4 separate regions of the Mus musculus genome follow, and all the other regions are linked to region 1. Evidence: chromatin contacts called from public HiChIP or PLAC-seq and promoter capture Hi-C data. All regions are on one chromosome and are shown on one strand. The core of a region is the stretch at or near the end of the contact, and the rest is flanking DNA. Distances in the headings are between cores, read along the strand shown.

The links. Promoter capture Hi-C pulls out the DNA fragments that hold promoters and counts their contacts. HiChIP or PLAC-seq counts read pairs in DNA pulled down with a chosen protein or histone mark. Capture Hi-C pulls out chosen DNA fragments and counts their contacts.
Region 2: a promoter capture Hi-C map of hippocampal neurons shows a contact between it and region 1, with 3 times the contacts expected there. The contact joins the enhancer-like site here to the promoter of Arl14ep in region 1. A contact is called at or near these places in 3 of 39 promoter capture datasets (the 3T3-L1 cell line and hippocampal neurons), 1 of 15 datasets of contacts at CTCF or cohesin (the NIH/3T3 cell line) and 1 of 484 Hi-C or Micro-C datasets (cortical neurons).
Region 3: a promoter capture Hi-C map of pancreatic islet shows a contact between it and region 1, with 6 times the contacts expected there. The contact joins the promoter of BB218582 here to the promoter of Arl14ep in region 1. A contact is called at or near these places in 10 of 39 promoter capture datasets (cranial neural crest, embryonic stem cells, frontonasal cranial neural crest and 6 more), 6 of 115 datasets of contacts at active chromatin or transcription factors (embryonic limb bud, embryonic stem cells, fetal liver and 1 more) and 2 of 9 other capture datasets (embryonic stem cells and pancreatic islet).
Region 4: a contact with region 1 is called in an H3K4me3 HiChIP or PLAC-seq map of embryonic stem cells, with 17 read pairs. The contact joins the enhancer-like site here to the promoter of Arl14ep in region 1. A contact is called at or near these places in 7 of 39 promoter capture datasets (cranial neural crest, embryonic stem cells, maxillary cranial neural crest and 3 more), 1 of 484 Hi-C or Micro-C datasets (immediate neuronal precursor), 6 of 115 datasets of contacts at active chromatin or transcription factors (craniofacial prominence, embryonic stem cells, fetal liver and 1 more) and 1 of 9 other capture datasets (pancreatic islet).

Annotation. Positions count from the first base shown.
Region 1 is chr2:106,970,912-106,977,853 of GRCm38.p6, forward strand. It overlaps Arl14ep (ADP-ribosylation factor-like 14 effector protein), which reads right to left and starts at 3,486. Exons shown (of 5, transcript NM_001025102.2): 1 at 3,361-3,486.
Region 2 is chr2:107,396,177-107,403,118 of GRCm38.p6, forward strand. No RefSeq gene overlaps it. Among named protein-coding and RNA genes, the nearest start is that of Kcna4, 110 kb to the left of the region's middle. Within about 2 kb of position 4,470, at least 5 of the 459 cell types and tissues checked have an H3K27ac peak or open chromatin away from gene starts, as enhancers often do. A contact at or near this core is called in hippocampal neurons, where this site is marked.
Region 3 is chr2:106,647,319-106,654,260 of GRCm38.p6, forward strand. It overlaps BB218582 (expressed sequence BB218582), which reads right to left and starts at 3,046. Exons shown (of 7, transcript NR_137201.1): 1 at 2,976-3,046; 2 at 557-743; 3 at 35-144.
Region 4 is chr2:106,673,430-106,680,371 of GRCm38.p6, forward strand. No RefSeq gene overlaps it. Among named protein-coding and RNA genes, the nearest start is that of Mpped2, 16 kb to the right of the region's middle. Within about 2 kb of position 4,097, at least 11 of the 459 cell types and tissues checked have an H3K27ac peak or open chromatin away from gene starts, as enhancers often do. A contact at or near this core is called in embryonic stem cells, stem cell-derived epiblast-like cells and trophoblast stem cells, where this site is marked.

The DNA.
Region 1 (6,942 bases), core at 2,236-4,735:
AAGAAAGAAAAAAAGAGATGGAGGTGCTGGTTGCCATTTCTTATAGGGACCCCAAAACTTGGAACCCAAGGAAAGAATCTAATAGGGTAGTGAAGGAGAAAACAAGGTGGAAATGATCCTCAGTACAGGAGAAAGAAAATTCACAATTCAGCGTGCACGTGGCCTGCAGCAGGAAACTGAGACTACTCTGCCCTGAACTCCCTGTATCAGACACAAAGTCCTGGGTTCAAGTCCCAGCACCGTAGAAACAAATGATGGAATACTCCTACTGTCTCAGCATCTGGGAGGCTGGCTGATTAGAAACTCAAGGTCGGGCCGGGCGTGGGGGCGTGGCGCACGCCTTTAATCCCAGCACTCGGGAGGCAGAGGCAGGCGGATTTCTGAGTTCGAGGCCAGGCTGGTCTACAGAGTGAGTTCCAGGACAGCCAGGACAGCCAGGGCTATAAAGAGATACCCTGTCTCGAAAAATCAAAAAAAAAAAAAAAAAAAAAAAAGAAAAAAAGAAAAAAAAAAGAAACTCAAGGTCTTCCTCAGCTCCCTCCCTGGAGGCCAGCCTGGGCTAGAAACTGTCTCAAAAGAGGGGGAAAGGTCATCTTAGAACTCAGGAAGTTTATGTTTAGAAATCCAAGTCCTTAAAGTACTATAATTTTTGATGGGTCAATTGTAGAAAATTAAACTGTCCATCTAATCACTGCATTTGAAACGAACCAACCAACCGAAAAAGCAAATCGTGTATAGTTGCTTTACATACACGAATGTCTGTGTCCTACATGGCTGCAGGGCTAGAAAGTGGAGCATCAGATGCCATGGAACCGGAGTTCCAGTTGTTAGCTGCTATGTAGGTGCTGGGTTCAACCCAGGTCTTTGGGAAAAGCAGCCAGCGCTTGTAACTGCTGGCCCATCTCTTCAGTCCCAGTCACTGCATTTTTTTTGTTTTTTTTGTTTTTTAAAGTAAGGATCTCTTTGGAGTCATGGTTAAAGGAGAATTTTCAACAGTTGTTGCCAGATACAGAATTATTAGCTAAATCTGCATATTTGTGCTTTTATCAGTTATGTCCTACATATTGCTAAAAGGTTAATCCCATCTGTCTGAAATTCATATCTAAGTGCACAGTCAGGTATCTTTCTTTTTTTTTTTTTTTTTTTTTTTTAAAGATTTATTTATTTATTATATGTAAGTACACTGTAGCTGTCTTCAGACACTCCAGAAGAGGGAATCAGATCTCGTTACGGATGGTTGTGAGCCACCATGTGGTTGCTGGGATTTGAACTCCTGACCTTCGGAAGAGCAGTCGGGTGCTCTTACCCACTGAGCCATCTCACCAGCCCCGGTATCTTTCTTTTTATCTGCTAAATTTGGCACCTCCATTTTCAGAGCCTTTTAGGAAGCAAAGCCTTCTTTGGTTCTAGCTCTTCTTATTTGAGTTAAAATAGATTTCCTGAAGAACAACTTACAGGAACTGCTCAGTTTAAATTTCCTACGGGAGGGATGGAGTTTCTTTCCTAGACAAGACTGTTGGCAACAGACAGGATGGCTCAGTCAGTACATTGCTTGCCATTGCCACACAAGTGTAGGGACCCAGGCATTGAACCTGCAAAAGCAAACAAGCCAAGTGCTCTGGTGCCCAAATGTAATCCCAGTGTTGGTAAAACGGAGGCAGGAGGGTCCCTGGGGCTTGTTGGCCAGTTAGACGTTCTTAATGACAAATATTAACACCAAAAGCACTATACTTTAATGCCTGAATGGATCAGTGGGTCTGCAGGCCCTTCATAGATGTGTGGCATTGTCTATGCATCTATTTTGTTTTCCAAACAGCAAAAAATAACTCTGACAAGGATTTAACTAAATGACCTACTCCAGGTTGTTCTTCTTCTTCTTCTTCTTCTTCTTCTTCTTTTTTTTTTTTCCTGAGACAGGGTTTCTCTTGTATAGCCCTGGCTGTCCTGGAACTCACTTTGTAGACCAGGCTGGCCTTGAACTCCACCTGCCACTGCCTCCCGAGTGCTGGGATTACGCCACCATGCCGGGCTACAAAATATTTCTTAATCCAATTTTAAGTTACATTGTCTCTAGGCCCACCAAGTTTGGCCAATCACAGGTCAAGTCAGCAAAACCTCCTCAGAGTATGGTGGCTCGGGGGTCACATATTCTCCAGCCACCATGGGATCCAGTCATCTGTATACCCCACTTGTTCGTATCAATTCTTCAAGCATCACTAATTCCTCCTTCACCTCGGAGGTTTCCATCAACCTATGTAAAAGAGTAAACTTCCAGTCTTTCTGCTTTACAGCAACACCATACTCTGCTACTTGTTAGTGCATTATATGCAAAGCTCCAAAGGCAAGGCACTACCGGATTCCCTCAACAGCCAAGGCTTCTCTAATTAGCAAATTCTGACACTTTACTCTTTAGAAATTTTTTGAATAAACACAAGGTCAGAAATTCCTAGAGTCCCAAATGGCAGACTCTCCTTGAAATCGATGTGATCGGATCCCACTTCTCTGCAATGATCCCCACCACAACCCCGCGTGGGATTCACTCATTAATGCCCCTACTCTCTGCCAATGCCTCAACTCATCAGACATAATCAACAGCACTAGGGTAGAAAAAAATTTAAAACAAAACGAAACAAATGAAACCCTCAACCCACCAAAGTGCGTAACTAAATATCACACGGTTAGAACTGCGAAGATTGTGAATTTTAAAGACGGTCTGGAGAGATGGTTCCAGAAGACCCAAGTTAATTCCCAGCACCCACGCCGGTGGCTCAGACTATCCTGTAACTCCAGTTTCAAGGTAATCCGACGCCCTGTTCTGATCTGTCGGGGCTCCAGCCACGCACTGCTGGCACATACATACTGGCAAGACATCCATCCATACAAAATAAAGTAATAAAACAAAATGTTTTTAAAGTTAGACTTGGGAGGCAGAGGCAGGCGGATCTCTGTGAGTTCTAGGTTAGCCTCGTCCACATAGAGAATTCCAAGTCAGCCAAGACTACACAGAGAAACTGTCTCAAAAAACAAAACAAAACAACAAAACTTAAAAGCCCCAGGCCTGGTTACTCGTTTCTGTAATCTGAGCTACTCAGGAGGGGCTTGATGAGTTGGAGGGTAGTTTAGGACATTTGGCACGAGTGAGTCCTCACAAAGAAGCTGAGGATGAAGCTCAGCAGTGGCGAGGCCCTGGTTCAAATAAAACCCTGCAATCTGATGCAGTGGCGGACCTACTGTGTGCAGGGTAGAGCCGGGTGCCAGGCTGCTACAAGCCCCTTCCGCCGTACAAGCCTCCCCTCCCAACACTCCTCCCGGTTCACCGCGGCCTCCCACATTCAAGTGCCATCGGTAGAGTCCACTCACAGCCCTACGGCCCGACCCGGCCCGGTCCACCTGAGCTGCCACGGGTCTCCGCTGGGCTCCGGAAGCACCGTCTCTGCACAGGCCAAGCTCGGCTTTCCACACCACCGCCGGCCCCGCGCAGAAACCGAGAGGACGGCGAGGGCGGCTAGAGAGACCGCTTGTACCATGGAGAGGAACCAGGAGGAGCCTAGAGCGGAAGCCAGCCCGGAGGCCTCCGGAGGAGGAAGGGCTGGGTGCGGGGGACAAGGGGGGATGACTCAATCCAACGCAAGAGTTGCTTCAGTTGCTCGCCCGCCTTGGGGAACTTGTATCCTCTCCTGAGGTTGGGGAATTGGGAGGCTCTTGGAGGCCCTTAGCAAACACAGGTTTCCTTTACTTCGTTTGCAAATCTGTTCTGTGCAGGACACCAAACAAACGCACCTAGATAGCCCTAATCCTGGAGGAGAGTTAAATGCAACTCAAGGAATGGACCTTTTATTTAAAGTCTCACATTTTATTTTTTGATCCATTCCAACTAAACATATTCTAAAACGCTCTCTCTATTATATATTGTAAAAAAAAAAAAAAAGTCTAGATCTTTGAGTAAAAGGTACACCACAGGAAATTAACCTTTACATTTTGGGGGTGGAGAGAAGAGGTGTAATCATTGTTGTTTTGAGGTGCGTGAGTTTTTGTTTTAATTTTGGGACAAGGTTGCAGCCAGGTAGTTGAGGCTGGACCCTAGAACTCTATAGGTAGTCCACGCGGCTATGAATATAACGTTTTCTTGGTTTTGAGAATTTGACACATATGGTGTGTTTGGATCAACTCCACCTCCAGTGATGTCATCTAGAAGTGCAGGACTGGGTTCGGTTCTCTTTGTCAGCTCAAGGATTAAAAAGGAGGACAGCATTACCTGAAATTTTTGGGTGTCCCTGCAGAGTCAACATATGATAACCTAGGAATTTGGGTTCCTTCCTGGGGATCTTAGTTTTATTAATAAAAGAATAAACTAAAACAGAACAACTCAAGGACAACTTATTAGAATTTTAAAAAGAAAACCCAAGAGCAGGCAATTTGTTAATCTTTAAGTTGTCCCAAAGAGGAAGATGTAGAGTATAAATATGACCGGCCTCAGTGGCAGACAGCCTTGGGGTGAGAGGTGGAACTTCCGCAAAGAGGAGGAAGTCTAATGCTAAGTTAGAGAGCTCTGGCCAGCACCTGAAGGAAAAAGATGGAACAATAAATAGTTACACAGTTTTTTTGTCGTGCCTCAGAAAGCAGGTCAGACCCATTGAGGTCAGCCAAACCTAACCAAGGCTCTGCTCTTAGGACTGAATGGGGCATTGGAAGGAGTCTGGGAAGGGAAAACTTGCTCTTAAGCTGAACCTACCTTCCTAGTAGATGTCTCCCAGCCAGACCCTGACCTGCCCCATTGGATTAGACCTTAAGGGAAGAGACTAGGGCATGCCTACAGCTAGGCAGAGATTCCACTCCCTTCTACCTTCTCTCACGTAAAGGCAGGTATATTGGGTTTTGTTTTCGTTTGCTTGTTTTTTAAAAACCCAGAGTCCATTCATTGCTGTCAGTATTTGCTATGTGAGGCTATCCATGAAAGAAAATCAGGAAATGCATCCCTGAAGAAAATTGACTCTCTTCACCAATAGGCATCAAACATCAAAAGCTCCTCAGAAGAGTGGGATTTCGTGGGGTCCTCTCTGTTAGGTCCAAAGTGGCCCCTTGAAATAGTGGTGCTGGTGACAGTGTCCTAAACAGAAGGACCCTGGCTAGGTACTTAGAAGCCTAAAGGCAGGAACCTCCCTTAATCTTTCAGGAGCCTCCTTTACCCTGCCCTGAATGACAACTACCTTGGGCAAGGTATCTAGTTCTCAGCCAATGTGAGCGGCCTACATCAGCTCAAAGATGCCCTTCAGTTGCTCCCCTTATTCCCCAGTAGTCTTGATAGCTTGGTCACCAGTAAGCCCTTCTTTGTGTGGAGTGGTCTAATTCAATGGTTTCACTCCACCCTGGATTCCAAACAGCTGTGTCATTTGGAAGTCTATAAGACACCCCCACCCCCCACCCCAGCCAACAACTTGAAGAACAGCAACTCATACCTAGTACTGGGTAGGCAACGTATGAGGTTATTTTAGATGTCTCCAAAAATGTGACTGAATTAGGGCTGACAAAATTGTCACTTTAGATATATCATGATAACAGTTTTTCTCGTCTGATTTTGACTGCAAGTGACCCTCTGTTCCACCATATTTTCTATTTATTTTAACTTTGGCATGCCTTATAGTTTACTAACTTACTACATATATTTAACACAATTCTGCCTATGTTTCACAAAGTGCACGCTTACTCATATCCTAAATTTAAAACATCCCACAAGCTTTGCATTTATCTCCTAAGCTACTCGCATACTTACTGGCTACAGTTACCACTTCTTATGAATTTCATCCATCCTTAATTAAGCTGCAAAGGCACTCAGCATCATTGGAGTGGAAGGCTTGGGGAGGCAAGTAGAAGACAAATGGTGTCCTTTTCATGCTGCATTAGCTACTGTGTTTTATCCTGATGAAAACTGTAAAACTTTTTAAAAAAAGGAGTGTGGAATGAAGGAGGGGCCAGGACCCAGAATCTCTTATGCTGATGCCAGTGCCTCAAATAAGGCTATGTCTCTATGGGGCTAACGGGGTTTAGGGTAAGAAAGCTTCTCTTCCTCCTGGTTCCCCAACCTAAGCATCATGAGGTATTGGGTTCTGTCCTTTAGGAGATGCTAACTGGTCCTTGGGAGAGTAAGGTTGAGAGACTCCTAAGCATCCTATAATATATAGGATGGTCCCTGCAATTGCTAACTGACTCAATATTTCAAGCATTTGAAACCCTAACCTAAAGGAATGAGGAAGGCTCACTGAGGATAAGAGCTGATCAAGAAGCAGAACTGGGATCTCCTGGCTGATTAGATAGAGATAATGGGAAGGGGAAGATGGTTTTGGCTTGTGGAGCTGTAGCACAGATGGAAGAGTGAACCAGAATGAATGAGTGGAGCGAAGGCTTCCGGTGTTACAGGAGCTGTGCTTGTGATAGAGATAGCAGGTGAAGAGAGTCAGGATAGAGGATTCTAAGCTGGAAGATGCAGGTTGGGAAATGCTAGTCTGTAATTACTGCTGCATCCTTAGGGATGAGGTAGGTAAGGGCGAAAAAAAGTTAGCCAGTGAATGCATGGTGTAAAATGAGAAACAGTACTGCAAATGAGTCTGGAATCCTGGGCCCTCATTTGTTATCCTAAATCAGATTCTACAGATAAAGCCCAGGAATATAATGTTCTGCAAACGCCCTTGGGTGGTTTTGAAGCATAATGAAGTTTGAGAACAATAAATGGAGACATTAGAAGAGCTATCTGAGAAGGAGCAGGAGGTGAGGTATCAGGGAGACTACAAAGGCAGAGTTCCCACAACCCAGCGAAGGAGATCGCTGAGAACCAAGCACACAGAGTTCCCACAATCCCTGGAAGGAGAGAACCAAGAACAAGGCTCTCTGCTGAAATAGCTGCTGCAGGCAGAACTGAGAACAAGGCTCTCTGCTGAAATAGCTGCT
Region 2 (6,942 bases), core at 3,220-5,719, 430 kb after region 1:
ACTAACATCAGCTCCTGCATCGACTAAACCTTTTATTTCAACACTACTCATTTATAACATTAATTTGGGTCTTTGAGCATTAACCACTGTTTGGAGAATATACATTTTTCCTACACTCTCAAAAGCTCCTGTTCATTCTAACTGGTGTGGCCTTGCCCAGAACTCAAGAAGGAGGACTTCAGAAAATCAAATAACCCCATTAAAAATGGGGCTCAGAACTGAACAAAGAATTCTCACCTGAGGAATACCGAATGGCAGAGAAGCACTTGAAAAAATGTTCAACATCCTTAATCATCAGGGAAATGCAAATCAAAACAACCCTGAGATTCCATCTCACACCAGTCAGAATGGCTAAGATCAAAAATTCAGGTGACAGCAGATGCTGGCGAGGATGTGGAGAAAGAGGAACACTCCTCCATTGTTGGTGGGATTGCAAGCTTGTACAACCACTCTGGAAATCAGTCTGGCGGTTCCTCAGAAAATTGGACATAGTACTACCAGAGGATCCAGCAATACACCTCTCCTGGGCATATATCCAGAAGATGTCCCAACCGGTAAGAAGGACACATGCTCAACTATGTTCATAGCAGCCCTATTTATAATAGCCAGAAGCTGGAAAGAACCCAGATGCCCCTCAACAGAGGAATGGATACAGAAAATGTGGTACATTTACACAATAGAGTACTACTCAGCTATTAAAAAGAATGAATTTATGAAATTCCTAGCCAAATGGATGGACCTGAAGGGCATCATCCTGAGTGAGGTAACACATTCACAAAGGAACTCACACAATATGTACTCACTGGTAAGTGGATATTAGCCCAAAACCTAGGATACCCAAGATATAAGATACAATTTGCTAAACACATGAAACTCAAGAAGAATGAAGACTGAAGTGTGGACACTATGCCCCTCCTTATAATTGGGAACAAAACACCCATGGAAGGAGTTACAGAGACAAAGTTTAGAGCTGAGACGAAAGGATGGACCATCTAGAGACTGCCATATCCAGGGATCCACCCCATAATCAGCTTCCAAATGCTGACACTATTGCATACACTAGCAAGATTTTATCGAAAGGACCCAGATGTAGCTGTCTCTTGTGAGACTATGCCGGGGCCTAGCAAACACAGAAGTGGATGCTCACAGTCAGCTATTGGATGGATCACAGGGCTCCCAATGGAGGAGCTAGAGAAAGTACCCAAGGAGCTAAAGGGATCTGCAACCATATAGGTGGAACAACATTATGAACTAACCAGTACCCCGGAGCTCTTGACTCTAGCTGCATATGTATCAAAAGATGGCCTAGTTGGCCATCACTGGAAAGAGAGGCCCATTGGACACGCAAACTGTATATGCCCCAGTACAGGGGAACGCCAGAGCCAAAAAAAAAAAAAAATGGGAATGAGTGTGTAGGGAAGTGAGGGGGGAGAGTATGGGGGACTTTTGGGATAGCATTGGAAATGTAATTGAGGAAAATATGTAACAAAAATATTAATTAAAAAAGGAAACAATAACAACCAAGCAATTTCTTATTAGATATTTTCTTTATTTACATTTCAAATGTTATCCCCATTCCTAGTTTCCCCTCCAAAAATCCCCTATCCTCTCTCCCCTCCCCCTGCTCACAAACCCACCCACTCCTGCTTCCTGGCCCTGGAATTCCCCTATACTGGGGCACATAACCTTCACATGACCAATGGGCTAATGGGCTCTCCTCTCATTGATGACTGACTATGCCATCCTCTGCTACATATGCAACTAGAGCTATGAGTCACACCATGAGTTTTCTTTGGTTGTCGACAACCAAGCAATTCTATCTCCTGCATTAATTTGCATTTCCTTTTTCACATATGCCATAATTTTACTTTCTTCCTCGCTTTCCCCACCTACTATACCTGGATGTAGAATAAATCCTTAAGAAGTCATTCCACTTTTCCCCCAAGATTATTCCTATTGTCCCTAAAGCCAAAGGAACATAAACAACTCTATGCCTGTCTACCAGAGGCCAAACTCAGAGATCTCTGGCCTGGCCAGGTAGGAGGGTTCAAGTGAAGGTGAAAAGGCCAGAGCAGGGAGGGGGAATTGCCTCTACCACCTCTGCTGTGCTGCTGCTGTCTCTGCTGTCATTCCACTTATTACAGTGAACTGAGCCAGGCTGAGCTGGAGGAAGGTTGGCTAGCCAGCAAGGGGAGAGAGCAGGCTAACGTCTCGTGGCAAAAGTTCAATGCTATAACTGCTCTCTTACATTCACTATTTGCCTTTTCAAAGGCCATAATCTATCAATGACTGTCTGATTTTAGGGTCTGATAACGATCTGTTTACAGCTGAACCCAATCTCTGTAGGAAGTCAGTAAATAATTCTGCAGGATGCTGTATTACCTTAGTAAATAAGGTGGATTTCCCCCTCTGGTTCCTCAATCATATTCTAAGCTCTTAAAGCTGAAACATGACATCGTTCAGTTATAGCATCATGAGAAAAAATTTATTTTTGTAGGTCAGCATAATGCTCTTCACCAAGCAGTTGGTCTTTAGCCACATTTACCCCTTTACTATATTATGTTACTCTATTTTCATGAATTCATGTGCCCACCACAACAACCATTGTAGTTGCTGGCCAGCTTATAGCATAGCTGACATCAATCCCTTTCAATATAGGCAACTAACTTGATGCTGTGCAGCCCAGTAAATTTGCATTTATTAAATGAATGGACAATGCAAGCCATACAATACAAAAGCCTCCTTCAAAAGCTTTAGCTCTCACATTTCTATTGGATGCCACATCAACTCATTATAGGAATGACCACCATTGCTGGCAGGTATATGCTGCACAAAGACTGGGAAGGTTAAAGGTGCCTGTATAGCCCCAGGCAAAACCTCTGGTAGAACTCTTGGCTGAACACTAACTAATCCTTTATCTACTGCTTCTTGCTCTTCCCCACCCCTAGTCCCACAGAGATGCTCTGGGTACCTAGCAATGAAAGCATGAGGATCAGGATAGGGAGCCAGTTTTCCTTCTAGCCCACTTTGCTTTTTCTTTCATCATGTAGTAATTTTGTGGTCTCAGACACTAAGCCTGACCCACTGCTCTCCTCCTACTGGCTCTTTTCGCATGAGTCAGTGGAAGCAGCCAGAATCAGCTGGAATACCATGAGAAGTTCTTTGGTACATCTCTCTCTACAAAGTGAAGACTAGGGAAGACCAGTGAAGAGCAGTGAAAACCAGTGAGGTAGCTAAGCATTGCAAGGCATAACAATGTAAGAGCTTCCTCTCAATGTTTGTGTGGTTCCATTTGTATTCTTTCTAAATGACATGTACCCTTTCAAGTGTCTGTTTTCAGCAAAGCATCACATGCTTGCTCACAAGACAGCATCCAGGAAAATCATCACATGATACAATGGAGTTGTTAAAGAAACCAGAAATTTCCACTTCACCATTGCCTCACATATTTGAGTTCCTAGTCATCAGAGAGTGACAGTACTTAGAAGGATTAAGGGGTGTGACCTTGTTAGGGTAGGCATGGCCTTCTTGGAGAAAAGGTGTCACTGGAGATGGTCTTTGAGTTTTCACAAGGCCAAGCCAGTCCAGGGGCCCTCTGTTTTTCTGCTACCTGTGATATTGGATGTAGAGCTCTTCGCTGCTCATCCAGCACCAATCTGCCTTTGTGCTGCCATGCTCCCTGCAATTATGAAGATGAACTAAACCTCTGAACCTATAAGCAAGGCCAAGTTAAGTGCTTTCTCTTTTGATAAGAGTTGCCATAGTCATGGCGTGTTTTCACAGCACTCAAACATTTACTAAGACTAATACTGTTGCTGAACACCAAGCACCATTTCTTCTTTTTTATAAATTAAAAACATTGTATATTTTATTTATTAACATTTAAAATGATATCCACATACCCACTTTCCCCTCCCCAAACTCCCTATCCCATCCTCCCTCCCCCTGCTTCTATGAGGGTGCTCCCCTACCCATTCACCCACTCCCACCTCACCACCTTGGCATTGCCCTACACTGGGGTATCGAGCCTTCACAGGACCAAGGGCCTCTCCTCCCACTGAAGACACATAAGGCCATTCTCTGAAGTAGCAGAGGATGGTGCTTTTTCTTCTTAATAGACTTTCAGCTTTCTCATCTGCATGATGAGTCTAAACTAGTTATAAAAGGTTATTCTCCTCTAGGTACTTTGTAATCTGAGGATTCAACCAAATTTTGCCCTCTCCTTCCCTTCTTCGGTTTCTGGCTCTTTTTTTCTCCTTCTTTTCTTCTCATCCCTTTTCTTTCTTTAATTTATTTGTGTGGTAACCTGCTTGATAAATGAGATTTTAAGTTCAGAAAACATGATTATTTAAAAAGATAACCTTGAAGTGTTTTCTTCCTAAAAGGATCTGGTACTCTACAAAGGATGATTCTTACTTCAACAAAGCAGCAACATTACAGATTGCAGCTATCATCACTAATTAGCTACCCCAGATGGAGAACTGCCCCACCCCAAACAGACGGCTGGCCAGCTTCCTACAGATAACTCAGACATAAATAACTCACTCCACTCTTTCCATAACAACATGCCATCTTGCTTCACTTGTAGGAGATGTACAATTGGTTCACTTCAGAATTGGGACACAGAGACTTGCTTCATAATTATGTTTAATATAATTTTATAGCTGTAAGAATTATAAATGCTGTTGTAGAATATTTAGCTACCATAAAATAGAAATAAGTAAATGATTATAGCTCTATCATATACCTACTAGTAGTTAACATACTACTATAACTCTACACTTCTATTTTGAAATATGTATATATTGTAGAAGTTGATCATCCTTCAGCCTGTTAAACTTAATGTTATCAAAGATTTTTTTCTTTAAAACACTTGGCTGAGGTATGACTAGCATATAAAAATAGAATGTGTGTAATATCTACAACTTCATAAGCTTGGAGAAATAAATAACCCTGGGACATAAACATCCTTCTATATCAGTTACTTTTCTGTTGCTGTGACAAAGCACCAGGACAAAGAAAACTTAAAGAAATACTTATAGTATTTACTTGAACTTATTATTTCAAAGGAATAAGAGTCCATCATGTTTGGCAAACTTGGCAACAGGCATCCAACAACTAGTACACAACTGGAAACAGTAGCTGAGAGCTCACATCTTTTTTTTTTTTTTCTTGGAATTTTTTAATTTACATTTCAAATGTTTCCCCCTTCCCAGGTCTCCCCTTTGGAAGTCCCCTATCCCATTTCCCCCTTCCCCTGCTTCTATGAGGGTGCTCCCCCACACTCCCGACTTCCCTCCCTGACATTCCCCTACAATTGGGCATCTAACACCCTCAGGCCCAAGGCATGGAACACCCTCCTACCACTGATGTCCAACAAGGCCATCCTCTGCTACATATGTGGCCAGGGTCATGAGTTTCTCTATGTGTATTCCTTGGTGGTCCAGTCCCCGGGAGCTCTGTGGGGTGGGGTGGGGTGGGATGGTGTCTGGACTATTGACATTGTTGCTCCCCCCATGGGGCTGCAACCTCCCTCATCTCCTTCAGTCCCTTCTCCATCTCTTCCATCTGGGACCCCACACTCAGTCAACTGGTTGGCTGTGAATATCTGCCTGTGTATTTGTCAGGCTCTGGCAGAGTCTAAATCAGGCTTCCATCAGCAAGTACTTCCCGGCATCCACAATAACATCTGGGTTTGGTGGCTGTATATAGGATAGAACCCCAGGTGGGTTAGTCTCTGGATGGCCTTTCCTTTAGTCACTTCTCCACACTTTGTCTCTATATTTCCTCCTGTGAGTATTTTGTTCACCCTTCGAAGAAGCACTGAAGTGCCCTACATTTTGCTCTTCCTTCTTCTTAGGCTTCATATGGTCTCACATCTTCAACTGAAAACGTAAAACAAAGTAAACTAGGAGTAGGTGAGGGTTTTACTCATTTTTCATTTTTTATTTGTTATTTTATTTATTGACATTTCAAATGTTATCCCCCTTCCCAATTTCCCCTCCACAAACCCCTTATGCCCTCCCCCTCCCTCTGCCTCTGTGAGGGTGTTCCTCTACCCACCCACCCACACCTGCCTGAGTGTTCTAGCATTTCCCTACACTGTGTCACGAAGCCACCATAGGACCCAGGGGCTCTCCTTCCTGATAAGGTGATCCTCTGGTACATATGCAGCTGGAGCCATGGGTCCCTCCATTTGTACTCTTTGCTTGGCAGTTTAGTCCCTGGGAGCTTTGGGGTTGATACTGTGGTTCTTCCTATGGAGTTACAATCCCATTATGCTCCTTTAGTCCTTCCCCTAACTCTTCCATTGGGGTCCCCATACTCATTCTGATGTTGGTTGAGAGCATCCACAACTGAATTGGTCAAATACTGGCAGAACCTCTCAGGGGACAGCTATCCCAAGCTCCTATCATCAAGTGCTTCTTGGCATCAGCAATAGCATCTGGGTTTGGTGTCAGCAGATGGGATGGATCCCTAGGTGGGGCAGTCTCTGGATGGCCTTTCCTTCAGTCTCTGCTTCACTCTTTGTCACTGCACTTTATTTTGTCAGGGGGAATTCTGGATTAATATTTTTGAGGTGGGTGGGTAGCCCCATCCCTCAACTGGGGGCCCTGCCTATATGGTCTCTACATGTTCTATTTCCCCTTCGTTGGGTATTTTGGCTAATGCCATCCTTGTGTCCTAGGAACCTCTTAGGTTCCTGGCATCTGGGACTTTCTAGGGGCTATTCCTAGTTCTCCCTCCCCCAGTGCTACCGTCCTCCTTTCAAATTCCTCCCCATCTCCTCATGAATGAGAATGCCCCCTCACCTTATTTTCTCCTCTTCCTCTCTCCCTCCCAGATCCCTCTCTCCTTCTGCTTCCCAATATTATTTTCTTCCTCCTTCTGAGTAGGACTGTAGAATCCACACTTTGGTGTGGTCTTCTTTCTTCTTGGGTT
Region 3 (6,942 bases), core at 1,796-4,295, 320 kb before region 1:
TTGGGCAGGGAATTGCATCCCCAACTCTTATTACCGTTCATAAATTATTGTTCCCATATGCACCATCCTGAAAATGGACCCCAATGGACTTTCTCTGGGCTCTGTACTCCTGAGGTTGGTAGTGTTAGGAATCTCACCAGAAGTCTGGAAAAGACCAATTAAAAGGCAAATTCTCTCTTCTCATTCCAATAACTCTGACCAAAGCAACCTAACATAAGGAGATAAAGGTGAATTATTTTCTACGTTTTCCATAAATTTTAAAATATATTTTACTACGGAATGTAGCATAGTACCCCCAGAGAGTTCTGTTTACAAATCATTTAAAGAAACATGATGTACTCAGCTAGCTCTCTTAATTATAATGACCTTGGGTATTTTTTTTTTTCATTGAAGGAGTCCTGGTGGTTCAAGTTTGAGCCAGCAGAAAATTAAATGGGAACATTGAAACTCTCCTATTTTTTTAAGGTACAGATTAGACACTTGATGTGGGAAAACAATAATCAGATCAGGATTGAGTCTCCCACATCATAAAAAAAAAATGTTGCGATATACTTACTCATAGTCTGGAAGACTTCACTTCCGGGGAGAGGGGCCACCACACAGAGACTCAAATAGGGGTCCAGGAGGGTGTGAAATCAATACTGACTTCTGTTGATTGAATTTCTGGGCATTCCAGATTGAACAGGGTGCCAGTTCTGCCCTCCAGGGACTTCCAATTCAGCAGGACAGCTTTAAAGATACATCTAAAAGACATTTGCTGCCCTGAGGATGCTGGATTCTTTAGTAAAGTGGTCCTGGGTATTCCAGCCTCATTTCCTTCTCATTGTTTTTCAAATTTAAAGCATTGATTTAACTATCAGAGGAAACATTTTCATTTCTTTTGCTCTATTTGTAAGTGTTGTCTCTTTCCCCACCCCCCAAAGCTTTCTTTCTGAGGGGATCTTTATTAAAACAGCTGCCACAAAATAACATAAACACATAATAATATACAATGCCTAACTAAACAAAAAGAAATACTATAGTTCAAAGGAAAGAGAGAGAGGGAGTGAGGGAGAAAGGAAGGAAGGAAGGAAGGAAGGAAGGAAGGAAGGAAGGAAGGAAGGAAGGAAGGAAGGAAGGAAGGAAGGAGAGAAAGAAGAAAGGTTGGTCACTCCCACAGAGGAAAACAAACAAATCATTTAAAGACATGCAACTATTTTTCAACACTAGCAGTGAACCTTCCTTCTATTGACCTAAAGTATGTCGTACTGGTGAGCAATTTGTTTGTTTGGATCTATTTTATCTTTATTAGAAAGGTTTATGGAGCTTTTGATGTTGCAGAAAAGCACAATATAGAATGAACCAAATATCATTTTCCCAGTCCTGCGTGCAGTGCGGGACTTGGGGCTGTTTACAATCTAGCTCTTCAGTGGTGAAGCACTACCCAGTGTTATTAACATCGTCTCCCACAAATTTCTCTCCCAGCCTAATACCTCATTCTGATTAATGGACTAGTAGCAGGGACTACTTCCAAAAAAAAAAAAAATCTGTTTTGCTTAGAGTATCTATTTAGATTCAACAAAACAAATAGTTGCACATATTAAGGAATATGGTGTTTTAGAACAAAGAAAGCAGCCAAGATTACAGGAAAGTTAACTGTTCCCTGGGGAGAAACCCTAGTGTTTAAACTGTTTCATCAGCAACAACTCGGAAATTGTTTTAATGGTGTTTTGAACATCTTATCCTTGTAAAAATAATGCCTATGCTCACAGCACACAGTGGATGAAATCTAGGCTTCAAGTTGGGCAAGTGGGTGTTTGTGGGGTGCAGCGGCGCTATTTCTATGCTGTCTGATACGGATAAAGATAAAGGAAAGCACAGAAACAACGATTGCCTTCAGACTGTTGACGACAACAAACACTTTTCAGGTTCCAGAGACAATTACCTCCTAGTCCCAAATTACTGGGCAAAACCCACATCATAAAACCTATGTAATAGCAGCCGATGAGAAATCACACAGGAAGGGTAACTGAAGCCCTCTGTATCTGTAAGAACAAATCTGTGCCTACAGAGCTCGCTCGCTTCCTCTTCTCAGATGGAAACACCTTATCCCTTTTTTCTCTCCTGATAATCTAGACCTCCAGTTACAAATGGAGGCCCCTAAATATTTGAGAGGATGCACTTTCCTTACATTCTAAACTTCACTTTACCCTCCTCCTGTGGGGCTGTAGGGGACAACAGGGAGACACTATACTACCTTCTGATTTTTAAATAGTGCTGAGGCTGTGGGGTATCACACATTTCTGCTTTTGATATTAACCTGACAGTAGCTAGGAATTCATGATTATCTTAGTGTAAGAGAGAAACCTTCTCATAAATTTAAAAAGTAAAAGTAAATAAATTATCCCCACTCGATGCAGGCTAACACCAGTAGATTACCTTGAAGAAACTTCGAGATTGTCATAGGGCGGAATTCACACACACACACACACACACACACACACACACACACACACACACCCTTATTTTAAGCTAGGGTCTTAAGTCTGAGCCACCACCGCCTTGGAATGTGACAGTCTCTCCTCATGTGGTCTAAGCTACCGACTGCTGTTGCGTGGGATCTTTCCCTCTGCCTTGGTAAAGCCTGTTTGAACTAGCCTGTGTTTGGAGGCAGAAGTTCTTTGGTAAAACGTATCATTATTTACGTACAAGAAAGCGATACGTTGTCTCTTAAATTAATTAGAAAGTGGTCTGAAAAGGATTTTTTTTTAAATCAACAAAAACCAGAAATCTTCGGGTAAAGAGGGAAAGAAGGAAGAAAAGGTTCAAATACAAAGCTGATTGTTTGCAGAGAGCCTGCCGCTCCTTTTGTGCCTAACTGAACCACGCCAGGAGCCCTCTTGAATCTCTACAAGAATACAGTTTCAGATCATCTGCATTCAGGGCCAGAGTCATGGCCCTGGAACCGATAATTGCCTCTGACAGGATTTAATTACCTTCTCCAGGACCTTTTCTCTGTTTGATTGGAGACCACCCCCTGCCTCCGATCAAATCAGACAGTAATAACACGCTGAAGCGCAGCAGCCAATCACGAGTCAAGTCTGAACAGTGACCTTGCTGAGCCGAAGCTGATTGGTGGTGTCAGCCTTGTCAACGGTGTCAGTGAACCATCAGACAAGAGCGAGCGAGGGGGGAGCGCAGGAGAGCCTGGGAGATAAGAGGCCCGCATTAACGCTAATGGAGGCTGTCAGCATTCAAGGCTCCAGGCCTCCTTGCTGGCGGCCTTGCACAAAAAAAAAAAAAAAAAACAAAAACAAAAAACAAAAATATGGAAGAACTCACACAAGTCTAAAATACTCAGAAGAGGAACGAACGCGTTCGTTTCTCCAGTGTGGGGAAATCTATTCAAGGTATAATTCACATGCAATTCAGATAAAATGACAGATACAGGCACAGTGTGTGACAGAATAATTTTTTATGAAAAGAAAAAAGGTCCCACAGAACAACTAAATGTATTTGGGGCTGCTAGGGACTGAGGCGGGGCCGTGGGGCGGAGGGCGGGGGGTGGGACTATGGGACTTTTTCATTTTTAACTATAGGACTGAGAGACATGGGTGTGTAAGAGGCATTACAAAATTCTGCATTTAATACCAAGCTGACTTACTTGCTGTATTATTTATGACTGTTGTAGTGTGAGATATAAGCCTACGCATGATCTTAAGGAGGACGAATACATTCATTAAATGGCCAACTTTTATGTATCTATCATTTTAAGACTGTTTATAGTTATGCATAATTCTAATGACTTGTATATATGTATATATCCCCACGAAGACATAAAACTTGGCTCACCTCTGTTCCTTTTGTAAATCTGGTTATCCCCCCAAAACAACATCAGGACATCGTGAACTCAAATAGACAAAAAAATGTTTCCAAGCAGCTGAGCCTTGGAGGAAAACACTGTATCATTAGGTCTGTACTAATTTAGAATTTAATTTATTCATTACATTTTTCTATAAACTAAGTAATCTTCCTTGTTACATTTATTTTGTTTATGACTCATTTACCTCCTTCCAACTCCAGCAAGAACTATGAAAACAAATTTACAGGAGCTCGTTGGATATTTATTAAAGAGTCATCTTCAGCTACACTTAGTAGAAATGAAGGATTTACTACTTGTATGCAGCACACCTTTTAAATAAACCTTTTAAGAAAGTTTGGTCACATCCAATTCTCTCTCAAAAAAAAAAAAAAAAAAGAGTTTTTTATGACTCTGTACTGTAGCCAAATTCTCTGTTACTTTTAAAATAATGTCAACTCCCGCCAGTGTAAGGTCAGCTCCTCTGTCATCTACATTGAGAGATATCTTTGTACCATGTCCTGCATGGTGGTGGACTTCCATGGAAATAGCCCCTGCGGAAGATTAGTGGTTTGTTTTTTTATTCCTCTTTATTTTTTATCCACCTACTCACCAAGAAAGGCATATTTAAATAAAGGGTTTCCTTCAAATCTATGACTCTTCTCTGTGGTAGTCATGAATGTAAAAGACCATTTAATTAATGTATAAATAAATCATGTTTTTATATTAGATGCAGTATGCAAAGGATTTGGTAAGATGAGATGAGTTTTTTTACTTTTGAGGGTTTTTTTTTTTTAAACAAATCAAAGGAATATAGCATCACCTTGAAATTGTTCTTCCTTTTTGGAAACTTAAGATTAATACAAGTCATCTGGGGGAAAATATACATAAGAAATCAGAAACGTTAGAGTCCAGGTCTGGCTTAACCATTGTCAAGCTGACCACACTGTGTCAAACTGTTTTGTTTACATGAGTGTTGGTATTCTTGGCTATTTATAAAACGCAATTAGAATGAGGTTACCCCAAGAACTCAAAGTTTGTACAATGCAAGTAGCATCACCATGGAAACATGCTAACAGTTGTGACTCTCGGGAACTGTCGGTTGTGAGCTGCTAGGCTCTGCTGCATCAGGCCTATCATATCGCACACTCACAGACCACTGCTCAGACCCAAACACACTTGACCAGTATAGAAAAGTAGATAACACCTGTCACTATCGCTGTCAACACTAGAACCAAACACGCCGAATCCCTTGGCTCTCTCCCATCCCTACTTTTTGCCACTTGGAATTAATAAGTTGTACTCAGACAAGAGCTGAAGTGTTATTGAAACAGTATGACAAACTTTTCATTCCTAGACTCTAGAGACACCCTGTGATCTTAGCCACGGGACACGGGACAAACACTTCCTAGAGACAGGGTTAAACACAACCTAACTCATGTGTGGTGATGATAATCTATTTCTGATTTATGTTATCATAATACATTTCAAGTAATAGTCACTTTGGACCAGTATCTCCAACTCCCAAATATATAGAACTCTGAAAATAAGGACAAGCTGGAAGTACTTTAGAAGCGTCAGAGAGCTGAAGTGCGCACACATCTCCATGCCAGAAGGATTTGATGTCTCAAAACAGTGGGTCAAGAGCACTTCCTTTCAATAGAGGATTTTACACTTTCCAAAGACAGCCTGCCACTATCATGAAAAGACACCTTTGACTGCCACATCTTTAGCCAGTTCAGAACAGACTGGACCTCTGCATAAGGGCACGGAGTCATGTCAGGACTCTGGCTTCTTTCCTTGCTTTGCCCTTGCCCTTCCGGGGTGAATCACTAAAACACATCTGGCTCCACCCACTTTAATCCTCATTTGCTTATTCTGTGCACCTTAACATGCTTTCCTGGAGAGGATCTAACCTGCGCTCACCCTCATGGTTTATATTTTTACAATTAAAAAGTTTACAATCAAAAACCTTACAGGCATGTGTGTGGTGTGTTTGTGTGCTTGCACATGCTCTTGTTAGTAACTGAAAATCAACTATGGTGTTGACTATTATGTTTTCCAAGTGGAAAACAGAAGACAAACCAATCTTTTTGACAGTAGCCTTTATAAAACAGACAATCCAGCCTCCTGTGGTCCTCAGTTATACTTCCACCTTTTAGTTAGGAAAATGATAAAACAAGATGCTTTTTGGTCCTATCAAAATTGAATATACTAGCAAAACCTGATCGATTAGAGAGAATCCCTGTTCCCAATCGCTGTTGCTGTTCATAATGATCGTTGCATAACCCAAGTTGCACAACAGAGTGACTCTAATGGCAAATTCAATCACTCTTTGACTGCGGCTCAGAAATCAATTCCCAGTAAAATATGACACTCAGTCACTCAAAACAATGGAATAGTCAATATTTCACCATCAGCAGCCTAGTTAGGATCTATTTCAATACAATAAAAATTCAGGTCTTTGACTGTTCCAGGCAAATCTTTTCTGTTCTTTGTAACCCTGCCTAACATTCCCAGTAATCAAAACCATGATGGAGCGTTAAATAAAATCATGAGGATGCCAAGACTTAGAGGGAGAATTTCATTCAAACGCCTCTGAGCTCAGAGTCCGAGCTCTCCTTTAATTTGTATTGATTGTTTGGTTCTCTTACATCCTTGTGGCTTGGCAATTTAAATTTAGACATAGCTCATTGAAGTGAGAGGGAGAGTAATATGAAATGGAGCTTAGGGGCACAGGAGAGATGGGAAAGCCATGTGTTCAATCAGACAGTCTAGAATCTGAGCAGAGATTATGGAATCCTGGTTGGCTGTACATAAAATGGAAGTTGCAATGCTGTTTTCCATCAAAAACTCCACTGACATCATTTTTCTCTACCAGCAAAAGAGAAAGGGTAGGACTCAGATGGGAAATTAAACATCAACTCTAGGAGCTAGGGAAGTAGGTAGGTGGGTATGCGTGCTAGAGCCATGAGCATGGGGATCTGTGTTTGAATCCCCAGTACCCACGGAAAGGGCCAGCCCAGCTGCATGGCCCTGTAATACCAGCCCACCCATCCAGGGGATGGATTGAGGGGCAGATATACATGGATCCTAAGAACCTG
Region 4 (6,942 bases), core at 2,847-5,346, 300 kb before region 1:
GGGCTTGGATGGGGAAGTAGGCTCAGATATCTTGGTTATCCTGATAAGCCCTTAGAAACAGTGCTCATAGGACTTTGTTTATTGCCTTGCTTGTTCCTTGACTATTTGTGTTTATTGTCTAGCTTGTTCCTTAACCTAGAACCAACCTTCTTTCTTGCAAGTACTTAAAGTTGTATAAAAGCAGATGGGCGGGTTGGAGAAATGGCTCAGTAGTTAAGAGCACTGACCGTTCTTCCAGAGGTCCTGAATTCAATTCCCAGCAACCACATCGTGGCTCACAACCATCTGAAATGGGATCCAATGCCTTCTTCTAGTGTGTCTGATGACAGCAACAGTGTACTCATACATTAAATGAATAAATAAATCTAAGAAAGAAAGAGAGAGAGAGAGAGAGAAAGAGAGAGAGAGAGAGAGAGAGAGAGAGAGAGAGAGAGAGAGAGAGAGAGAGAGAGAGAAAGCAAGCAAGCGAACTGGGGAAAAAAAAAACCTAGCCTCAGTCTCAGAACTGCCTGTGGCCATGCTACGTGTTGTTTAACTGTCATTTTTCTTTCTAATTCTCGCTGCTACCCTGGAGAACCTGTTGACTGGCTGAGCTGGCTTGATCAGGACAAACTACCTTTCCTTCATGCTTCCCTGAAGTACAGTTTCCCAAAACTCCTGATGAAAGAAAAACCATCAACTCTAATCTCTTTCTCTTCTTAACAAGCAGGTATTTTCAATTGAATATGTGCCATATAATGTCACGTGACGTGGTGAAGCATAGATTATCCTAATGGATCTGGGAAACGTTATTTAAAAAAGAAAATCTGGGAACAATTCTCACAATTTGACTCACTTGCAGTACTGGGATATCTGTGTTTTCTCCCCACAAATGACTAGTGTTTCCCTTGGATATTTCTCACTAATGTCTAAATATCACGGTCCTGAGCGCTGGGCTTTTTCTAGAAGCAGCAGGTAACATAGGTGTTCTTTTATCAAACTCTGGCAACGGCCAATGGAATGTTCACACTCCAGCACACCGCAGCCGCTCTCGCTTTCGCCACTGTGATGCCAGGCAGTGAAAGTGGAGAAGCTGAGACTCACTCAGGCTTGCTTACTTACAGAGCTGACATAAGGTGTCTATTCCAGGTACTTTAAATGTGCTCTATTTTAGTCAATGAAAATTCCTTCTTTTTTTTTTTTTTTCTGGGCAGAAATCCCATATGCTTCCCGTAGTTACCTAAGGATCTTGGTTACAAAAAATAGCAGCAGAAAAAGAAGCTGGGAACAATAGTCATTTAGAGAAGAGGCACAGGGTAAAGAGTGTTGTGGGGGGAGAGAACAAGTTAAACTTCTAGAGAAATCTTTATGTTCAGTGAACACATGTGAATACTGCCAACCAGCTGTAGCTCTGGCTTAGTGTGGGTGGCTCACAGCCTGAAGGCTGAAGTCACACTGTCCAGGTCCGGTTCCTGGATGCAATTGGGCTCCTAGGTAAATTGCCAGCCTCTGGGCCCTAAGCCACTTGTCATTGAAGCATTGTGTGGGATTGAGTTAAAAGGGTTCACCGTGACATCACAGGTGAAGCACACAGGTGCTGGTTTGGATTAACACCAGCAAATGTCACCTACAAAGCGGTGGTTACACTCCAGTGATTTCTTTTGTAGCTATTACAGCAAGACTTTCAGAGACATAGAAACAAAGTCTCTCCTTGACAACATCGTCAGAAAAAAACTCTGAGGAATGATGAGTTCAGATGAAGCCTAACTAATTGCTAAGTGATTCACAGACCGACTCAGCAGTGGGTACAGCCTGAGAGCTGCTTCGTTTCACCACCCAGCCAGGTATGGCCAGGTCATTCTTTTAGCTCTGTGAACATCAACTATTGATTTAATCTCCTCAAGTCCTGGTTTTCTGATTTTAAAGGTGGGAATAACGACACTTCCCCTGCAAGACTGTCATAGAATAAACAATAATAACTACAAGGCTGTTAGGCACATCACAGACATTCAATGAAAAGCACTTCTTGCACTTAAGAGGGGCCAGGTGAAGTAATAGATTATCAGGGTTTAATATACATCCAAAAAAACCTCTCACACTTTGAAGTCAAAATTAGAAGAAAAAAAAAAGCTTTACATATAAAGTAACATTTGAAAACTTATTTAAGTTCTTCTGGCCACCTTTAATTTTTTTCTAACTATTATAGACATTTAAATTTTCATAATTCCAAGAATATTGATATTATGTTCATATTAAGATTTTTAAAAGTCTACTCCTGGGCAAAATATATAACTCAATGGTAGAACACTTACCTGACATGCAGGAGGCCGTGGATTCAATCTTGAGTATACTGCAGGAAGTATCCATCCCTGGCCACAGCCCTCCAATGGTCCTCACTCCTGAGCCCTTACTGTGCATCCCTCAGGTATGTCATCTGCTAAGCCTGAACCAGGAACACTAGTTATCTGGAGTGGATATAATTTGTAGAAGTAAGTACAGTAAAAATAAAATAGTTTATAATACTTTAGCATCATGGAACTTTTATTTTTATCGAGAGATGAGAGCAAGAGAGAGCGAGAGCGAGAGAGAGAGAGAGAGAGAGAGAGAGACAGAGAGAGAGAGAGAGAGAGAGAGGTTACTAGAGTGTCAACCAGGGACTATGACCAAGCGTGTGTGTGTTCCTTGCCCTAATCCAAATCACTGGGGAAGAAGTGAAGAGGGAATTCCTTTCTTACAAGGAGAGTTGATGCTATTCATTCATATAATATTAGACATGTACTACCATGCGCTTAAACTTCAACATACCTACGACAAGCACTTCAGAAAGGAAGTGATTTTTCAAGGACTATGCTTCAGGGAAAGGTACACACATGTATGTTACAGGAGGCCAGCCATTGCGCCGTGTGCCTTCAATCAGCACTTGGGGGTTTGGCTCACCTTGTCTATACAACAAGTTCCAGGATACAGATAGAAACCTATTAAGTGATTAAATGTAATTTTTAAAGGAAAAGACTGTCTAGGATGAAGGAGCAGAACGTGCAATAAAGGGGAACAGCAGATGAGGATTGAAGGATAAGAACGCCAGCCTGCCTCAGACTGAAGGAGAAGCCTGAGGACCTGACGTAGTGTCCCCAGAATCCATGGCAAAAGATGATCGTGGGTGGTGGGCCTGCAATCCCAACGCAGGGAAGGCGGGAGACCCACAGGTTCACTAGCCACTCAATCTAACTGAATCCAGGAGCTCTGGGTCAGTAAAAGACCCTTGTCTCAAATAAATAAATAAATAAATAAATAAATAAATAAATAAATAAATAAATAATAAAGTGAAGAATAATAAGTAAAAACGACCTGACATTTTTCTCTGGTGTGTGTGTGTGTGTGCTTGTGTGTGTGTGTGTTTGTGTGTGTGTGTGTTTGTGTGTGTGTGTGTTTGTGTGTGTGTGTGTGTGTGTGTGTACACTTATGCACACATACATGCATGTGTGCATACACTCAGAAGTGGGGAGAGAGAGAGGGAGGAGAGGTAAAGGGAAGGCTTCTACCATTGGTGTGGGGCCAGAAAGCCATGCAACTAGGGGAACCAGTTCAAAACAAGAGTGAGATTAAAAATGTGTCCAACCCCCCAAAATCTTGCCCTGAGACCGGCAGGGGTAGGAACTTTCCTTCATTGGTCTGTGCCTAAATGTTCCAGGGCATGTAGCCCCTAAGATCCTCACCTCTGCCTTCCTTGAGGGAGTCATGCAGACTGGTGGCCAAAATACAAGTGTAACACTCTCTCCTCCCTCTCCCTCCCCCTCCTTCACCCCCTCCCCCTCCCCCTGTCCAGCCAGCACCTGGAATTTGTCTTCATGCAAATGAAGCATTACCAGCACCTTGGTACTAGCCAATAATGTACACTCACCCCCAAAACCCATTCCCACTCCTCAAATTCTATATAGCCCTTCTTCCCCCCCAATTAGGGAGAGCCAATTCACTGAAAACTGCTTCCCACGATGGCGATTTGGCATGTCCCTCAGTTTTAGCTATGTCATCTACTCAGCATACCTCTGCTGCCCTCTGATACTGAGACTTACTGGGGCTCTTCTTTTCTGAGATTTCTAATTGCTTCCTCATTCCTAAAGGTCCTTTCCACATTCCTCTCTAGATGGTCAAATCTCTTTCTATCTCAGAACTTTCACACCTGCCTAGCCTTCTTCCTTCCTCCCTTCCCCCTCCTACTTCAGGCTAACTTGTATTCAACCTCTGCTCACCCCCATGCTTTCCCACTGTGATGTAAATGGGCCATGGATCCACCAGTCTTTCTCAAGCCTAACTTGATTGATTCATTGCTAGAAGTTGGGAATCTTCTGTACAGTCATGTTAATCTTCGTCACTTTGTGGCTTTTCCTTCCTTTGCTCGTGGTCACAATGCCTGTGCATAATTTTGACATGCTGTGTGAGCATTATTAATCTTATCATGTCCAAGAAGTAGTGAGAAGAATAAAAACTCCAAACTGGTAGCATATTATGATGGGGGAAAGGTGAATGCTGGCATTCATTGCTCTGGGCACGACTGTCAATTGTATGAAATTGCTTTAAAAATCTGAAGTAATAAGCACAACTAATTTGGTGAGCTGAATGTATTTATTCCCCCAAAGAGTTTTTCTGGTTTGTCATCATATTTGGATTTTTCCTTACTTAAAGCTCTGTACAACTAAGGAATCAATTCTGTTTTGTTCAACATGGTGTCACTGACTACCTCACAGCAACCTCAGTGATGTCTGGTGCTCACTACTGGAATCTGGACAGACTTACAGATGGTTGTGAGCTGCCATCAAGGTGCTGGGAATGGGACCCAGATGCTCTGCTAGAGCAGCAAGTGCTTTTAAGCTCTGAGCCAATTCTCTAGCCCTAGGAAATGGGTTCTTAAATAAGAAGATATTTAGCTGTATCTGGGCATGTGGTTGTTTATGAAGATGGGGATTACATTCTTCAAGAGTAAATAGATAATGACCTAGCAAGTCCACTATGTATATACACCCAAAAATGGAAAACAGAGACTCCAATGCATAGCCATAGACCTACCCATGTTCACAGCAATTGTATCTATAATAGTCAATGGAATCAGCTCAAATGTTTTGTGACAGATCAATAGATATAAACTAAATAGCGTGCATACATTCAATGGAATATCTTCAGCCAAAAAAAAAGCAAGTTAATCTTAACATAGACTGCAATACAAAGAGAGCTTGGAAGACATCATGACAAGTGAAACGAGCCAAGTATGGAAGGATGAATATCACGTGGTTTCCACATATCCACTTATATAAGATACCTAGAGGAGTCAAATTCATAGACGTGAAAAACGATGCTTACCAGGGGGTGGCTGTAGGAGGGAATGAGAAGTTACAGTTTCATGAGTATAGAGAATCAATTCTCAACCTGCCAGCCATGACCCCTTTGGGGGGTGGATGACCCTTTTACTGTGGGTAACATATCAGACTTCCTGCATATCAGATATTTACATTATGATTCATAACAGTAGCAGAATTACAGTTAGAAAGTAGCAATGGAAATAACTTTGTGGTTGGGGATCACCACACCATGAGCAAGAACCATTGGACTAGAGTTGCATGTCATTGTTGGAGAGCCTGACAATGGTAAAGGTTGTAATGTCGATGAGCCCTCTGCGACTGAGTTATGCTCTTAAAATTACTGAGCAACATTTAAAACGATATATTTTTGTTTTTTCCTTTGAGAATTTTGCACATGCATGCCTGTGCTGTGATCCTATATTTTTCCCAACTACCCCTCCAACTGTTCCTGGATGCCTCCTAAATCTCCTTCCGAATTCATGATTTTGGTCCTTCCCCGTCCCCCAGAGTTCAATTACAGCTGTCCTTATGAGCCTATGTGTGAGGGCGTCTGCTAGAACACCAGTTTGCTTCTCCATTGCTGTGATAAAACATGGACAACAAAAGCAACTGGGCTGAGTTCGAGGCCAGCCTGGTCTACAGAGTGAGTTCCAGGACAGCCAGGGCTATACAGAGAAACCTTGTCTTGAAAAAATAAACCAAAAAAAAAAAAAAAAAGTGACCGGGAAGGAAAGGTTTATCTGGTTTACAGGTTACAGTTCATCTATGAAGGAAGCCAGAACTCAAGATGGGAGCCTGAAGCAGAAAGAAGCCATGAAGGCTTGCTGCTTGCTAGTTTGCTTTCTTTGTGGCTCATAGTATTCTTACACAACCCAGGACCCCTACCTTGGGATGGTACTGGGAACAGTGAGCTGGACTCACTTACATGGAGTAGCAATCAAGAAAAGGGTCCACAGCGTGCCCACTAGCCAGTCTGATGAAAGAAAGGCCTCAACTGAAGCAAGCGCCTTCTTCTCAGGTGTATTAAATTGACAACCAAGATTAGCTGTCACAACAGTCAACCAAGTCATCAGCAACCACACACCAAGAAAAACCCGATTCCCCTCCCCCAGCAGCCTTAAACTGCTGATAACTCCTGGAGGTGGGGGCTCCAGCTTGGAATGTGGACTGACTTGATTTTTGTGGAGATCAGATCTTGTGCAGGCAACTGTAAGGGTTGTGAGTTCATGAGGACAAAGGTCCAGTCATAAATGCACACATGGTTTTACTTCAATCCTTCTCAATCTCTGGCTCTTATTATCATTCTGTGCCCCCTTTTGTGATGTGCCATGAGCCTTGTGGGGAACGATGTGTGATATAGATGTCCCTTAATGGCTGAGCACCCTGAAGACACTTATTCTCCACAATCTGACTAGTTCTCTCTGAAATAAACACTGCCCCCTGCCAAAGACACTTCTCTGATGAAGTCTGAGGCATCTCACACACTTACTTATTACATTGTAATAATAAGACTCAGGCTGCCGTGCACATGTAAGGAAATTGTTTTGGCTTGGTTTTCCTTTCGTCATCAACAAAGCCTAGAGCTATGTTAGAAACAGTCATGTCTCTA